Regions from separate parts of the Oryctolagus cuniculus genome. Here region 1 is linked to region 2. The links are chromatin contacts, called in public Micro-C maps. All regions are on one chromosome and are shown on one strand. The core of a region is the stretch at or near the end of the contact, and the rest is flanking DNA. Distances in the headings are between cores, read along the strand shown. Region 1 holds the start of DIAPH3 (diaphanous related formin 3). Region 2 holds the start of TDRD3 (tudor domain containing 3).

Region 1 (2,700 bases), core at 97-2,596, 250 kb before region 2:
TCAGTATCACTTCTTACAGTTCTGCTCTCAAGTTTATTCAACTATTACTTTTAACCACAGTTATACTTAGCACCTCATTCACAAAACATTATTCCCTTAATTTGTGAATCACAAATAAAATCCTCACAATTTTCACTTGTGCACAGAAGGCAAATGCCATACTATCACCAAAAAAGGATTTTCCATACTCAGCAAAATAAAGGGATTGCTATTCAATTTTCAACTCTGTTTATCTCACCCCAAATCTACCTATATGATTTATTTACACCCAACCCTCAAACAGCCGTCACTGCCTATCCATTCACTAGTTGATACCAACACGAAGACTTACACGGTGTTAATTATGACACTTCCCTTGAGTATTAAAGCAAATGAGAAAAGCAAACCAGAACAGCGAGTCTGAAATACTTAGACTTCTTTCCAAACTAAACAAAACATTCTTTAGCAGTGACCACATGGCCCGCCAAGTTTTAAAACGAGCCGTTTCAACTTGGAAAACTGTATGTATCTTAAAAAAGTTCTTACGAGATTAATACATTAAGCAGTAAAAGTAATACCGTGACCTGAAAGTTGATATGTTTGATATGAAAGTTTGATATGTCTTATACCATCATACACCAGGGAATAGGGCAGAAGTTCGACTTAAAAAAAAATGCAATATCCACCTAAATGGCGTCAACATCTAGGTATCAGAACTGCTTTTCACATCAACCCTCAGAAATACGGGGCAACACAAATACCAGTGCATCTGTCACAGGATCCAACTGGAACGGAACCCTGTCGTCAATCTAAGGAGACTGGCAGCTCTGGATGCCTAAAACCAAAGTTATTCTCCCAGGCCCTGTGGGCCCTCGCCCGGCAGTCTAGAGCTTGAAGGCGCCCCAGATCAGAGCCACAGGCCCTCCACAGAGCGGACGCCGCCCCACCCCAGCTGCGGGCGACACTTACAAACTTGGGCCGTTTCTCCCCAGGTTCCTCCGGGCCGCCGGGCGGCGGAGGGTGCTGGGGTCCCTTCCTGCGCGTCATCTTGCTTTCCCGGCAGCTGCGGAGCGAGGCTGAGGAAGGGTAGGGAGTCCCCGCGACAGAGGCGTGCCCCGGGTGGCGCAGCCGCGGCCGGTGCCGCTCCATCTTTCCCGACACGCTGAGGGCAGCTCAGCGAACCGAGGCAGATCCGGCTTCCCGGTTCCGCCGCCCACGCCGTCAGCCCAGCCCAGAACAACCGCTACAGATGGGCCACAGCCAAACACATCCGAAAAGTCCCGCCACCGTGGGTCCGCCCAGGACCCCGCCAATCCCGCGCCTCCTGGTCAATGACACGCCATGGCTCCGCCCCTTCCGGGTTTCCTGAAGTGTGACTGGCTGAGCCATCTGTATGTTTCACTCCTGCAGCTTCCTGAGGGTCCCGGCCGTCACCTTAACTGCTGTGGGTGGGGTGTGATTTAAGAGATGCGGAAAACTGACAAGAAAGTCACATGCCTGGAGTTATTTGGAATTTGGAGAAGAGTTCTTCCAAAAGTGGAAGGCAAATGAAACCGGCTGTGAGGCAGCTTTTGCGCAGCGGTGAAATGTGAAGTCATCGTCTAACCCTCCTTTTGCTGGCCTTGGGGTAAAAGCCGCTGGGAAAGGGAGTTCTAGGCTCTTTACTTGAGGGGGTCCCGGGAGGGAGAGAAGCAGCACTCCCACCAGGCTCCAGCAGGACGCTCTCCCGATCTGGTTGCTAGTCGCCGCCGCGTGCCATAGTGCCGAATGCTCACTCTGGGGTGGCAGAGACGCCACCAAAACTCAGAGCTAGTATGAGCCAACGCCCTTTATGGAGCTCACTGCGAAATAAAGTTGTCAAACCCTGACACGCATAACAAAGCAGTGTAAATATGACAGCAACCGTCTCCAAAATTCGTTGAGAACAAAAACAGCAGATAATAAATCGGAAAGAGTGAGTCTGGGAAGGCCAAAAGTAGAATGCTCAGGTTTTCGCAGGACAGAAATGAGTGAGGGGACGAGATTCCAGGCTAAGAGAATCAAGAGCACAGAATTGAAGAAGCTTCAAAGGTTTGGAATGCAGGGCCTTGAACTGAAACCATGCAAAGGGATTTGTTGTGTAGACCGTATACCCAAGGTCAAGCTACTGGGCTAGTGCAGTTTTTTCACACATCAGTGTTTCCTCCCCCCTACCTTTAAAAGTCATCTTTTCCTTTAAAGCTATCTCCTTAAGATAGACGTCTTGTGACTGTAGGGAGGTGGTGTGGGCCAAGACGCTGTTAAACATGCAGTATTGATTTTGGTACAAGAAACAGCTCCAGTTTCTCTGGGGAGTTAGCACAGCAGTTCAGAGAATGGGCCTTAGCTCCAAGGACGTCTTCATAGAATACCCTTTTTTTTATTTTTTATTTTTCTGTGCCACACTTTCAACAAAGAGCATCTAATCTTTAGGGATACTTCCAAAAGAATAGCAAGGTCAGGAGAACTGTAAGTAATTTCTTATACCTTGTGGACAATTATACCAAGATGCAAATGTTACTCCTGCCATTTACTATCTTTGTGATGTTGAAGATCATGTTGAATTTTCTTTGAGTCTTCACTGGCAAAAGGGGGATAATAACAGTAATACACACAAAATAGGAGTATTTTCAGCTTAAACAAGATAATGTATTTAAAGCTGTTAGAAGTCTCACTGACCTCCAGCCAAAGTCCGGCAGGAGG
Region 2 (2,700 bases), core at 53-2,552:
TTTAATAGTATCCGATTTAAAATCAGATTCACTGTCACTTTTGGAAAGGCCAAACGAAAACACCTCAGTTAAAACGAGAAAAATTTGCACATCCTCCTTTTCTGACACTGTCAGTTTCTTCCCCAGTCCCCAAAGCGTCTCTGCCCAGTTTCTTAGACTGCGCCAAGCCCGTATTTATGGTTTTAGCCTTCGATGAGGCAGCCTAGGAGCGACGTGAAATTCAGCCGCCTCCCGGGACTCAGCGGCTTGGGACAGCGCCACTCGGAAGCGCCTTTTCCCGGCCTCCAAAGTGAAAGACCCAGGCAGGGGGTGGAGCGAACTTTTAGGGAGCGTCTACCCGGCCCGCGTACCTTTCCGACTGCTCCTCTCTGATTGGCCAGCGTGGGTCTCAGCGGCCCAATCACACCGGAGCGTCCTGCACGCCGCTCGGCGCCGGCGCCGCGCATGCCTACTCGGGGGTCCGCCCCCTGTGCTTCAGGCCTCCTGGCACAGGGCACTAGGAAAAGGCTGGTGGAGCGAGGCCTAGTGGTGCCAGTGCCAAGTCCGCCGGGCCGCCTTGGGACAGGCCCGGTGAAAGGACTACAGGACAAACAAGCACTGACACGATGGCCGAATTTCCCCACATCGTCTCAGTGAAGCAGTTTTCCAGGGTTGACCACTCGGGTCCACGGTGGCCTCTGACAGGGGCAGTCTGATCTGAGGTGGGGGTCTGGAGAGTGCCCGTAGCCTCCGTGTTTCCGTTACGCCTGGGCGGGCCCCGAGGCGCGGTGAATGGAGCAAGTCTTGACAGGAAAAGAAACTTTTCTCGCACGCAGAATGGGCTGGGGTGGGGGGTACACCTTTCACTTGCACTGCACAAAACATGGCCCTACTGGCGCAGAACTGGACGCACTCCTTCCCGAGCGGTCCTCGGCCGGCCAGCGACTTCCTGTCCTGAGGTGACCGCCGGTTGGCGCTGGAAACGCGAACCTTACTTGCTGCTCTACAAAGCACCTCTCCCCCAGTTTCAAAGGCGTGAGACTCAGAAAAGTGACCCAATACAACACAAACGCAACGGAGGAACGGCAAAAGTCTCTGTAGTCCTTCAGCAGACGTGTCGTGCGATAACCAGCGCCCAGCCCGCGTTTGGCCCGTCACCGCCCCGGCGCACGGCGGCCTCCCAGCCCTACCCAGGCCGGCCCAGGCGGCCGCTCGGAAAACGCGGCGAGCGGAACCTGCACGCGGAAGCGCCGGCCGCACTGAGCATGCCCAGTTGCAGAGCCGACCACAGGAGTTTTTTTTTTTTCTTTTCTTTTCTTTTCTTTTTTTTTTTTTTTTGGTCTCAAGTAGGAGGCCTCCCCCCCACCCCCACCCCAGCCCCCCACCACCCCCGGCCTAAGCAGCTACCATGGCCGAGGTCCCCGGCGCGGCGTTGTCCCAGGCGGGATGGTAAGTGGTGAGTCCCGCCGGCCGCCGGGCCGCGGGCGCGGGCCGGGGCCCCAAGGAGGGTTGGGGTTGGGGGCGGTGGGGTGCGTGTCGGGGTAGGCGGAGGCCGCCGCCCACCCCCGGCCTCTCCCGGGGCCCTCCAGCCGGCTCCGCCCCCGGCGCCACGCGGAGCCGAGCGAGTACCCCGGCTCCCCTCGGGGCGGCGGCGGCCTGGGCCGCAGGCGGCGGGCCCGCGGAGAGACCGGGGGCGCGGGCAGAGCGGGCACGGCGGGCGGAAGCCCAGGCCCGAGCCTCCGGGGAAGAGCGGCGGCTCGATCGGCGCCCGCCGCCACTCCGAGGGGTGCTGCTGCCGCGGGAGGAGCGAGCGCGGCCGGAGCCACGGGCCCGCAGGAAGTTGTGGGGAGAGCGGAGCGCAGCCCGTGCGGCTGCCGGAGCCGCCGCTTGGTTCTCCGTATCTCTCAGGACAGGGTGGACCAGTGAGTGTGGAGCTGCCCTCGGCGGCTCCCACACAACTTCTGAGGCTGAGAATGACCGCATTGTCAACTCGCGGGGGCTGCTGCGGAGAACTTTTCTGGAAAGGACTGACGTTTGCTTTCATTTCTAAAGGGGTTTCTTGTCAAGAGTTTAGGATCTGAAAGCAATGAAAAAATAAAAATAATCAAGCGCCAATAAGCATTTTGTGGATCTCGGCCATTACGGTTGTAAACATTCAGTCTGATTCAGGCTTGCATGGGCACAGCCTGGGATCAAGGGAAGGGTAGCATCAAGGATGAAAAAGATCTGCCCCGGGTCTCTGAAATTACTACCTTAGTGAGAAGAGAGAGGGAAGCATTGAAAAAACGTCCAGCACAAAAACAGGGACCAACTGTGCAGACAAATGTGCTTTGCAACTAGAGGGAGAGCTTCCTAGAGAAATAGGTTTTGAAAGATAGGAAAAATCTTTGCAGACACACAGCTGCTGAGATGGGACGCAGTTAGGAAAGCGCCTGCTGTTCTGCAGAACTGACCCTGGTACAAGTAGTAGAGTGTTCACCTAGCAGTTAGATCAGAAAGATAACCAGGAAGCTGCTACTGCCTAAGAGACTTGGATTTGCTTTTCTGAATAAAGTTTCTCCAGAGAGTGATCAGTCACACCTGTGTTTTGAAGAAGCCGCTCCTGGCTTTCCAGGCACTGTTGTTAGCATTCGCTGCATTTTACAGGTGAGGAGACTGAGGCTAACTTTCCCAGCAGGACAGCTGGGAAGTAGTGAGGTTCAACGTGAAGCAGCTGGGTTC

What was found. A called contact is a pair of places that touch in the nucleus more often than the background predicts.
Region 1: a Micro-C map of ear pinna shows a contact between it and region 2, with 10 times the contacts expected there. The contact joins the promoter of DIAPH3 here to the promoter of TDRD3 in region 2. A contact is called at or near these places in 2 of 6 Hi-C or Micro-C datasets (ear pinna and an unstated tissue).

The regions. Positions count from the first base shown.
Region 1 is chr9:52,554,508-52,557,207 of mOryCun1.1, reverse strand. It overlaps DIAPH3 (diaphanous related formin 3), which reads right to left and starts at 1,346. Exons shown (of 27, transcript XM_051850009.2): 1 at 949-1,346. The coding sequence starts at 1,128.
Region 2 is chr9:52,305,701-52,308,400 of mOryCun1.1, reverse strand. TDRD3 (tudor domain containing 3) reads left to right here and starts at 1,302. Exons shown (of 15, transcript XR_007920946.2): 1 at 1,302-1,428. LOC108177021 (protein enabled-like) reads right to left here. Exons shown (of 3, transcript XM_070048734.1): 1 at 351-2,700. The coding sequence starts at 2,023. The coding sequence ends at 1,322.